Linked DNA regions of Macaca mulatta: region 1 is linked to region 2. A link is a contact called in public Hi-C data. All regions are on one chromosome and are shown on one strand. Each heading gives the region's core, a stretch centred on a gene start, on an enhancer-like site or on the middle of the called end of the contact. The rest is flanking DNA. Distances are from core to core; before and after follow the strand shown.

Region 1 (4,874 bases), core at 497-2,996, 140 kb before region 2:
CTTTCCTCATGTATCTAAATTTTCTACAAGTAGCATGTGTTGCTTTTAGAACAAAAGAGGAAATACTCTTGCCACTGAGCTTAAGAAAAAAAGAGAAAACGGATGCTAAAAAAAATAAACAAAGAACACATGATTTTCCTTTAAATTCCTAGTGATTTGTCTCACTCTGTCGCCGAGGCTGGAGTGCAGTGGTGCAATCTCGGCTCACTGCAACCTCCACCTCCCAGGTTCAAGCAATTCTCCTGTCTCAGCCTCCCGAGTAGCTGGGACTACAGGCACCCACCACCATGCCCGGCTAATTTTTGTATTTTTAGTAGAGACGGGGTTTCACCATATTGGTCTGATTCGTCTCGAACTCCTGACCTCAGGTGATCCGCCCGCCTTGGCCTCCCAAAGTGTTGGGATTACAGGCGTGAAACACCACGCCCGGCCTCTCTTAGACTTTTAAGCATCCTTTCATCTGAGTGGCTTCAAAGATCCGGACTACTAGATCCATAGACCACGTTCCTCCTATCTCTACTCCTGGAGAAGGCAGGCATAATGATCACCATAAGCTTGGAGTCAGAGATGTGATTCTCAGATCTGCCACCCTCCTATGTATTTAGTAATTAATAGAAGTTAGCTAATTTCCCGGAGCTTCGCAGTCTCCTTGAATAAAACGGAAACAATACTTCCTTGTAAGTTAGAGTAAGGCCTTTAGAGAATGAGATAATGCTTGCAAAAGTACAGTTCCTGGCCCAAAGCAGATGCCCAGAAACAGGCAGCTATAATTGCAATGATCTTTCAGTTGCTGGGCTCCAGATTCCAGTTTTCAGAACTTCAGTTTCACTATGGGGAAGGGGTGCTGACTCCCTAATTTGGCTAGATAAGTCTTCTCCACAGGGCAAGCCCCTGACTCAATTTCATATTTGAATTCCCAGACTGCTACCGAAACCTCCCCTTCTTAAGTTCTGTTGCCTCCTGTCCACTACAGGGCTGAGCACTCACGCTCTAATCTGATCCTCGTGGTACCAGATGTCCTGGATGGAAGCTTTGGCTTTGCCATATCGCAATCGGGGTCTTTGGAAGACGGGCTCCCTCAGCGGGGGAAAGGCGTTATATATGTCCAACCACAGAGGTTTCTCCTTCAGCACCCCGGCCCGAATCAGGTTCCGAGTCCTTAGAGAGGGAACAGAACGAAACTGGGTCATTTACAGTAGCCTGCCAAAGCCCCTTAATCAGTCTAGCACAGCTTGGGACATTAAAGGTATTACGCGGTTTGCAACACAGATAGGGGGAGGACTGCTCCCCACCTACAGGGAAGGTCTGTCCACATCCCAAACCAAACTAACAACGCTCAGGGGTTAAATCCCTCTATCTTCTTTTGTGCGTCCCACCCACGTTCCGTCACGGAAAAATTCAAGAGCGGTCTAGTCAGGCCCATCGGGCTCTTCCTCCCTTCCTCTTCCCAGAGACCTCCACTCGGGGAGAGGCGGCTGCAATAATCTTTAACATGACACATAAACGCAAGGAGAGGCATCCTCAGGTACAACTATTCGAAGCCAGAAGAAAACATGGGAGTCTCACCCAGCTCAGCCCCCGCACCCTGCAGAACGCCTCGCCCTGCTCAGGTCCGCCCCAAGGAAGAGCGTGACCAGCTGAGAACCCCAGCCTGGGGGAAGCACCCTCAGCCCACCGCGGCTCGGAGCACACACCGCGAGAAGACGCTCCCTACGGTTTCCAGCCGGCTGCCTGCCATGATCTGCGCCTGGGATCAAGCGTGACTAGCTGCTACCGGAACCGGAAGCGGCTGCTCCAGATAAAGGGCGCGTAAGTTGCTGGCCGAGCCGAGGATCACTGTGCTTTCACCACAGCCCCTGCGGGAGAGCGGCGCAGGCAGAAGCAAGTGATAGGCCGAACGGGCGCGCTCCGAGGTTACTTGCCAGTTTCAGGCAGGAGCACTCGATAGCAGAGCCAAAAGGGAGGGAGCGAGCCAAAGCCGGACAGAAATAATAAATGACCGAGCTGGGGGAGGGATTCATTATGGTGGTTGCTTTACTCTCTGTCGCCTTGTTGAGCCAACTCCTCTGAAAAGGTGGAGCCACGCGGAGGAGAAGTAGTGGGGCAGAGTGGGGGTGAGGCGCAGCCTACAGTCCTGGGGAAGCCAACAAAGGCCGAGATTTGAGGTCACCAGCTCTAGGCCCACGCTGAGCCTAATGTTGTTCAGAGTCACAGACTACGCAGAAGAAAACGAAGGCCGGAGAGGGGCCGTCACTTGCCCAGCGTCGTGCTAGATTTCGGGCCTCCGCCTCTGGCTGTGTAGTGCTCCCACTAAGCCCCTCGTCCCCGGAGTGCCACCTGCATCCACGCTAACTGGGATGCTGGCTGCAACTCGTGTTTCCCGCGGCCGGCGTCGCGGGCTACCTCCTCCTTGGAACTCGAAAAGTGAAAGTGTCCGGAACAAACAAACGCCGAGAAGGAAACGAAAAAATCTGCAGAAAGTCATCTCTCAGTGTTAAACTGTAAAAAAATATAAACTGTGTGTAGCGTATACCCTTTGACCCAGTAATCATATTTCGGGGAAAGAATCTCGTAGAAATTAAAACATCAATTCATGAGGATGTTTGCTTAAGGATCATCGTTGCAGCATTGTTTGTAGTGGGAAAAAAAATCTATCAGATGAGAAATGGCTGGAAAATTATTGTTCATACTTTCTTTGAAACCCTATGCAGCTATTAAAATGAATGAGCTAGATCCATATGTATTTACCTAGGTTAACGTACATGACATGTTTAAATGAAAGACGAAGTGGCAAAGAAACATGTTTAATGGAATCTCAACGTGTTAGGAAAAATAAAAGAAAAAGAAACACCTCTATATATGTTTGTGTTTGAGGATAGAAATTCTGCAGAAGGACACCCAAGGCTGTGAACATGGGGTATCTTGGAGTGAAATTGCAGGCAGGGAAGGGAGAATTTTTTCTTCCTTTATACGTGCTTCAGAGTGTGACTTGTAAAGAGATGGTATTCATATTTGAACTTTTAATCCAATGAATGTTTTGAATCACACACAATGTCTCCTGGGAACCTAGTCAAGTCATGCTAGAGTCCTCCCACTCAGAGGCTGGTGAGGGGGAAGAAGGGACTGTTTGATGAGTACTTACTACTTGTGTGTGTTATCTTACTGAATCCACATACCTTCCCATAAGGTAGCTATTAACATCCTCATTATAGATGAGAAAGCAAGGCCTCAGGAAGTTAAACTTGTCTGATAAGCAACTGATAGAGCCAGCCTGTGGGGGCGGGGCAGACAGGGCCCTTTCCAGGACCTCACACTGCTGCCTAAGCTATGCCTAAAGCTGGAGGCTGGTAGGCTCAAGAGCCCAGCAGAAGGCCGCTCCCCCGCCCCCCTCCCCACAACACACACACACACACACACACACACACACACACACACACACAGAGCAGGAATCCAGTGATTTGAGGCCCAGGGCTAACCTGTAGTGGATTTCACTGCTGCCTCCAGATCCTCTGTAACAGAGAAGAGATAGCACAGCTCTGGCCCCAGGCCAAGTGTAAAGGCTGTAGTCTCCCAGCCCTCAGGAGGTCTAAAAGGCCATGCTCTGGGGAGAGTAAACATGCTTCCAGCTAAATATAGTCTTCCCAGGCCTCCTAACAACTTTCTAATTCTGTCCCAGCCAGCACTATCTGCCAGCCCAGATTACAGGCACACTTCTCTTCTCCCACCAGGAACTGCTACTGTAGGTTAGTGCAGTCACTGCAGCTAAAGAGTTAAAGGGTTTATTCTAAGAACAAGGAGGGGGAACAAAGACACAAACCCTCAATAGGGGAAGAACTGCAAGGCAGAAATGTTCTCTCTAATCTTGGGGTGGTCCCTTCCTCTTCCAATCCTTTGAAGTTTGCCTTTCCAGCCTGCTTCTATGACTGAGAGCAGAATATTGGTGGGCAGACTGTAGGTACTTTTGGGATAACAGCCTTCCGAGGCTGCACAAGAAGTACACACCCAAGAAGCATTCATTCATAATACAGGAGGGAGTTGTTGGGCAGCAGGGGGCAGGCAGAATGGACATCTGAGACTGTCTTCTAGAGTAGGGACCACAGCCACCCAAGGCTGTGAGGGGCTGGGGCACTTACACCATGCACTACCATGCTGCAGGAAGTACCAAGGAACCTCAAGTGTCTCATTCAGTCGTTCAACCACCTGCTGCCATACGTAATGTCCTGATAATTTTACAGATAAGGAAGTGGTGCTTGTAAACTCTCACAAAGGCCACGTTCCTTCCACTACAACACCACTCAGCCTCATATTAATCCCACTGTCTCATTGTAGATGTGCCCACTAATTGCATCACTCTGGGCAAGCTACGTAACTTTTCAAGCCTCTGTTTCTCCAACAGTTAAAATGTGGAGCTGGGCTCAGTGGCTCGTGCTTGTAATCCCAACATTTTGGGAGGCCAGTGTGGGAGGATTGCTTAAACCAGGAGTTCAAAACCAGCCTGGGCAAAATTAGCCAGGTGTGGTGGTGCATGCCTGTAGTCCCAGCTACTCAGGGGACTGAGGTGGGAGGATGGCTTGAGCCCAGGAGTTCAAGGTTGCAGTGAGCCATGATCACACCACTGCACTCCAGCCTGGTCAACAGAACTGAGACCCTGTCTCAAAAATAGTAATAATAATAATATGGATGGCAGTGTCAACTATCTTCGTGGCTTGTGGCAAAAGTAAAAGAGATCATTCATGTAAAGCACTATTCACAGCACCTGGGACATAGTGAGTGCCTGTGAGCAGCGACACGCCTGGTGACTGTAATGGCATCGCTATTGCTGTTGTGCTGTGTCATCCACCCATTGCCACCTGGACTGCAGCATTTTGATAATA
Region 2 (5,142 bases), core at 1,415-3,914:
TTTCAACTGCAAGGCTTTTTAACCTTGCCCAAGCTTTCCTTTTCCTGGGGCTGGCAAGAAACAAAACAGAAATGTTATTTCATCACCCAGGGTAGTAGGATATGGCACCATGAAATCTCCAGTGCCAGAGGGTAAAAGATTTTGTACTGAACAAATTAACATCGGTGAGTCATATCTTGAATGTCCTGTTAGAAGAATCATCCATCAAACATTTTAATAGCTATAGCTTTCACTTTCCACCAAGTTATCTGGAAAGCAAGCAGGTATTAAATTCTTTTAAAATATAAATTCAACAGGATGCTCCAGGAAACAAACAAGATAACTTAACTCCATATCCCCAGTGAAAATTACTTAAAACCAGAACTGATTAAGTCTATTCATACCTTTCCATAGAAAAGACTGAAATATTCTCTTTACCCATTCAACTGCTCTCGGCTCTAAATTTTAAGTTTTCCAACAAATTTCACTGCACACATTGCCAAGCCCAGGATCAAATATTTGTTTTCACACTTCTCCATCAGGTGGAAAAAAAGATTTTAATAGCTGAAAAAAATTAAATAATATAAAATCCAATTAAAAAGTTGATCAATAAACGCTTGGCATTTGTTTTATCCAGGTGAAAAAATAATTTTTAAAAAGTATTTCAAAAGATTTTTCAACCAGCTTTCCAAAGATGCGTTATGGGTTTTTCCTTTACATGAAGAACTTTTTTTTTTTTTTTTCAATCTGTATAGACACCATGCTTAATATGGTTTTTAATCACATAAGAAAAACACTTCAGTGGCCCATCAATCCCATATTTTAAAATGACTATTTGAGCTTTTTTCTGGGGAAAAGTATGTGCCACCTTTACACCAACCTGGATGCATGCTAGTTATATATCATTTCTTTTCCAATGCATTTTCAAGTTGGTTTATCACATTATTAGCAAGCTCATCAAAGTACAATAAAACAACACTGACCAGAATGAGAAAAGGGGGAAGTTCATGAATTCCATAATGTTGGGTATTTTCAATTTTAAGAAGCCCAAATATATTTTCGTAACTACTTAAAGATCAAATTGCCCACATGTGAAAAAATACGTCTTAAAACAAAAGGCCAGTCTACACAATAGGTAATTTCTGAGTTATCCAAATCCCTACATTAACTCCACTAGGATGAATCCAGTGGCTGGGAGAATAATTTTTTGAAAATTCTGCATCCGTTCCTGTTAGTTCCAAAAGGTATCAAGCGCCCCAGCTACGCGTTTGGGATTTCACCAAGTATTCAAAGGAAAATAACTCAGAGAGGCGGGAAGAACGCACTTAAAAGTGACGAGCTTCCTAACCTCCTCCAGTTCCGAAGTTTCCTCGTGAGCTCATCGCTACTGCCCACTAAATGCTTCGTTTGCAAATAGAAAGGAGTAGGAAAAAAATAAGTTCCAGCCTAGATCTGCCAAAGAGGGGTCCCCCATCTAAAGTGGGCGGGCAAGAGAATTGCCAAAACAGATCGGCTACAGTCACTTTCAAGTTTCTTGCAAAAAAGCGAAGACCAACATCCCAGAGAGTGACTCATCTGGGGGCTTTGTAAGCGGACTTTGTTTGCTCTCTCCACTTGGAGGAAACGTTCGAGGTGGGCCGAGAAAGAAAAGCGATTCGGGAGAAGGTCGGGCCTCCAAGAGTCCCGGCCCCCACCGCTCCCCCCGCCCCGGGCCGGCCCGGCTAGGGGATTCCCCGGGCTCAATGGGACGGCGGGAGAGCTGGACAGAGGGAGAAGGTGTCAGCTGCCAAGGCTCGGCTGAGGCTTGGGAAAGAAAAAATGTAAATCCAGTGAAAAAGTTTGGGGAGGGGATACACACTCACAACATCCTCCCCCCCCCCCCCGAACTGGGTAAACACGAGAGGGGTGGTGGCGGTGAGGGGGAGTGGCGGGGAACACAGGGATACCCGCTATTCGCGGGGACACGAGAGGGGGTCAGAAAGTCAACACAGGCACGCACACACACAAAAAGAAGAGGGAGATGAAAAGAGAACAAGCGAAAGATGGATGAAGTGGCGGGAGGGGACTCAGAGCAGGACCTGGCGACCTCCTCACCCCACCGTGCCGGACCGGGCCGGCACGCAGTGGCCCAGCAGCCCGCGCTATCCAGCGGCCCGGCGCCCTCCTTTCTCTGGGCCGCGGGGTGGTGACAGCGACCGGCCTCCTCCCTTCCCCTTCAGGGCGGGAGGGAAGGGTGTGTGTGAGTGTGTGTGTGTGCGTGTGTGTGCTGGGGGGCCCCCGGGTTCACCCCGAGGCCTGCTCTCTCCCCCGCACCCCGTGAGGCCGCCTCCTTTCACCTCAGCAGCCCCGCTCCGCCGGGGCGGGCGGGCGGGCGGAAAAACAAAGGGGGATTAAGGCCGGGCCGGAGAGCGGAGCCGGGAGGGAGGGGAGGAGGAGCGCCCGCCCGCCCGCCAGCCCGGGGCCCGGCCCCCCTGTCCCCCCCGTGCCCCCCCGGGGGGGCCCCCAGTACCTGGAACAGGAACGCGGTCCAGTTGGCCTCCATGGCTGCGGCGGCCGACCCCCCTCCTCCCCACTCCCCCCGCTCGGGGAGCCTCCTCAGCCGGAGGAGGCGACAACAAAGCGGCGGCGGCGGCGGCGGCAACGGCAGCGGCGGCTCCTCAACATGGCAGCGCCGAGCGCGGCCACTTCCGGTAACCTCCGGGACGCACCACCGCGGCGGCGAGCGCGGGCGGGGGGGGAGCCCCGGCCCGGCCGCCGCCGCCCCCAGTCGCCCGGACCCCCTCCGGGCGTCCCCACTGCCGGCTCGCCGCCTCGGAGCTCAGCCAGTGCCCGCTGGCGGTGGGGTCAGGGCCCCCGCGGGGGGGCTGGGGTGGGGCCCGGGGCGGGGATGGGGCGCGGCGTCCCCCCCCGCGGGGGTGTGTGGTGCTGCGGTCCGTGGCTCAGGCAGCTGTAGCAGGGGGAGCTCAGGAGAGAAGATGGAGGACGCCAGGGTCTGGCGCTGGCCCGCTGGGCACAGCTGGGCCGTCTCCCGTGACTCAGACACGGTGTCCAGCACCGTAGAGTCCCTGTCAGATCCTCAGCGGAGGGCACAGGCCACAGCGGACACCCGGCTCTTCAATCGCTCATGCACAGCATGGTCCCCACCTCCAAATTGGGGGAAGCCCTTTCGACTTCGAGTGTCTCTTCCCTCTGGCATTTCCTCCCTGGTCGGCTAAGCCCTCCGCGCTCTCGCTACGATATGCATCTCATGGCTAGATGGCCTTCCAACTCGAGCAGGGAATCCCACTGGGGTGCAGCCTCAGATCCTCCCAGTGTGGAGGGAAACACTTCCCACGCGTAGAGATGTCATTACTGGGTTATTCTTGGGTGAAGGGCTGAGCCTCCCCATCCTCCCCTTCACTCCAAGATAGGATGTGAAATTCTATCCCAACACCCCTCCTCTCCCGCCAAAAATAAAAACAAGTGAGATAGTATAGACAAGAAATTATTTTAGTCCTTTAGTACAGTCTGTTTCCTCCTTCACCCCCAGAACAAAAATCGAACTTCTGGTTGGACAGCGTCAGGAGATGTCACTGAGGTGACCCCAGCCTCTGTTTGCAGTTCCAAGTCTTCCGTGTAGGCGTCACTGCTACTGGAACTTTGTAGATGAGGAGCCTGTATGATGATGTCCTGAACATTTCTATCCTTTCCTCACACAGAGGGTAGCTACTGGGAATATCAGAGACAAGCTATTATTAAACAAGTGTCTCTAGTCCAAGACATCTCCTGTGGCAGGGAAATGAGGGGGCAGGCTGTATCAGTGATATTTTTATAAACTCTGCTTTTAGGAAACATTCTTCAGATGGACGCATTAAGACTTCAACATTTTCCAAAACCAACTGAATCTTATCCCCTCCATTTTTCCCCCTCCAGACACTTCTAATCAAGGTCACCATCTCCAACTTCCCCCATAGACAATAAAAATATGGCTGGAGAATTCTACTGTAATAGAAAACCAAGGAGATACAATAATTTGACAGTGTGTTTCCTTTCCATCCACTAGACAAGAATACCCCCTCCCATTCTTTCCTCCCCTCAGTCACCAGAATGAAGGGGCTGGAAAACGTTGGTCTGGTTCCTTTTAGAGCTGATTCCCCATTGGATACTGCCTGGAGGCCTTGGGGGAGAAGTTCTGCAGTTTGGATCAGTAGCAGAAGCAGGTAACACATCAGGGAACCGGTCAGCCTAAGACAGGAGGGGACAGAAAATGATGAAAGAGTTTCTGATACATTTATCAGCTAAATTGCTATGGGTGACCCCCATGTCTCCTGTAATGTCCAAACCTAAGGAATTAACTAAGTAAACTAAAACCTTTATGTTCTTGCTCTGACCTTGGACAATGGAATTCTTTTTATTTTCATTCAGTGGACAGCAAATCTGCTTCTTCCCTGCCTTAACTCAAGGTCTGTGATGCACTCCTGAGTTTTCCTTCTTCCCTGCATAGTCTCTCCTCCCTAGCTACTGCCTTTCAAATTGGTGAAAATGAAGCTTCAAGATTATGAAAACCAGTACTTAATGAAGACCATTATTCTAATGACAATATCACTGGGCTCTTTTGAACTTGTTATGCTGGGATCTAGAAACCCTTTCCCCAGCAATCTTTCACACAGCACCTCTGGGGAGGGGTTTCCCACTAACAGGAAACAGAGGTCAAGTGAAAACAGTCCAGTTCTCATTACTGAAGAAATAAGATTCAGAAGAATCACTTTTCTTGAGGAAAATGACTAATTCTATTTCTATCCATAAGACAAAACCAGAATTGTTGATTGCTCCTCAAACATCTTTAAAAAGAAAATTAACTTTTTAAGTTCATATAAATTTTAAACACTGAGCTACTTTCCAGAAGGAAAATATTCAGAAGTTTGAAACAAGTACTCAAAAACAATCAGTTCCAACTGTTAGAGGAATATAATGAAATCAGTATGATCAAATGCTCCATCCGTACCTAGAAGGGGCTATTTCTACCTTTAGGACAGACAATTTCTCTAACCAAACAAAAAGGAGCCCTCTCCTTAAGTGAATTTCCACAGACTATCTACTGGGGTCCAGTCAAAAGACAGATGTTCAAAGACAGTAAATTCATCTTGATTATTGTAAACAGTTTTCGGTGAGTAAATGGTATTA

The links. Hi-C and Micro-C count contacts between places; a contact is called where the count stands out from the background.
Region 1: a contact with region 2 is called in a Hi-C map of fetal cortex germinal zone, with 2.9 times the contacts expected there. The contact joins the promoter of MRPS23 here to the promoter of VEZF1 in region 2. A contact is called at or near these places in 8 of 14 Hi-C or Micro-C datasets (CD4 T cells, blood, cortical neurons and 5 more).

What each region holds. Positions count from the first base shown.
Region 1 is chr16:52,139,798-52,144,671 of T2T-MMU8v2.0, reverse strand. It overlaps MRPS23 (mitochondrial ribosomal protein S23), which reads right to left and starts at 1,746. Exons shown (of 5, transcript NM_001266488.1): 1 at 1,695-1,746; 2 at 988-1,158. The coding sequence starts at 1,738. LOC144335525 (a long non-coding RNA gene) reads left to right here. Exons shown (of 2, transcript XR_013406454.1): 2 at 562-1,159.
Region 2 is chr16:52,000,184-52,005,325 of T2T-MMU8v2.0, reverse strand. It overlaps VEZF1 (vascular endothelial zinc finger 1), which reads right to left and starts at 2,664. Exons shown (of 8, transcript XM_077970977.1): 1 at 2,489-2,664; 2 at 384-543. LOC144335563 reads right to left here. Exons shown (of 8, transcript XM_077971040.1): 7 at 4,062-4,203; 8 at 3,450-3,687. The coding sequence ends at 3,685.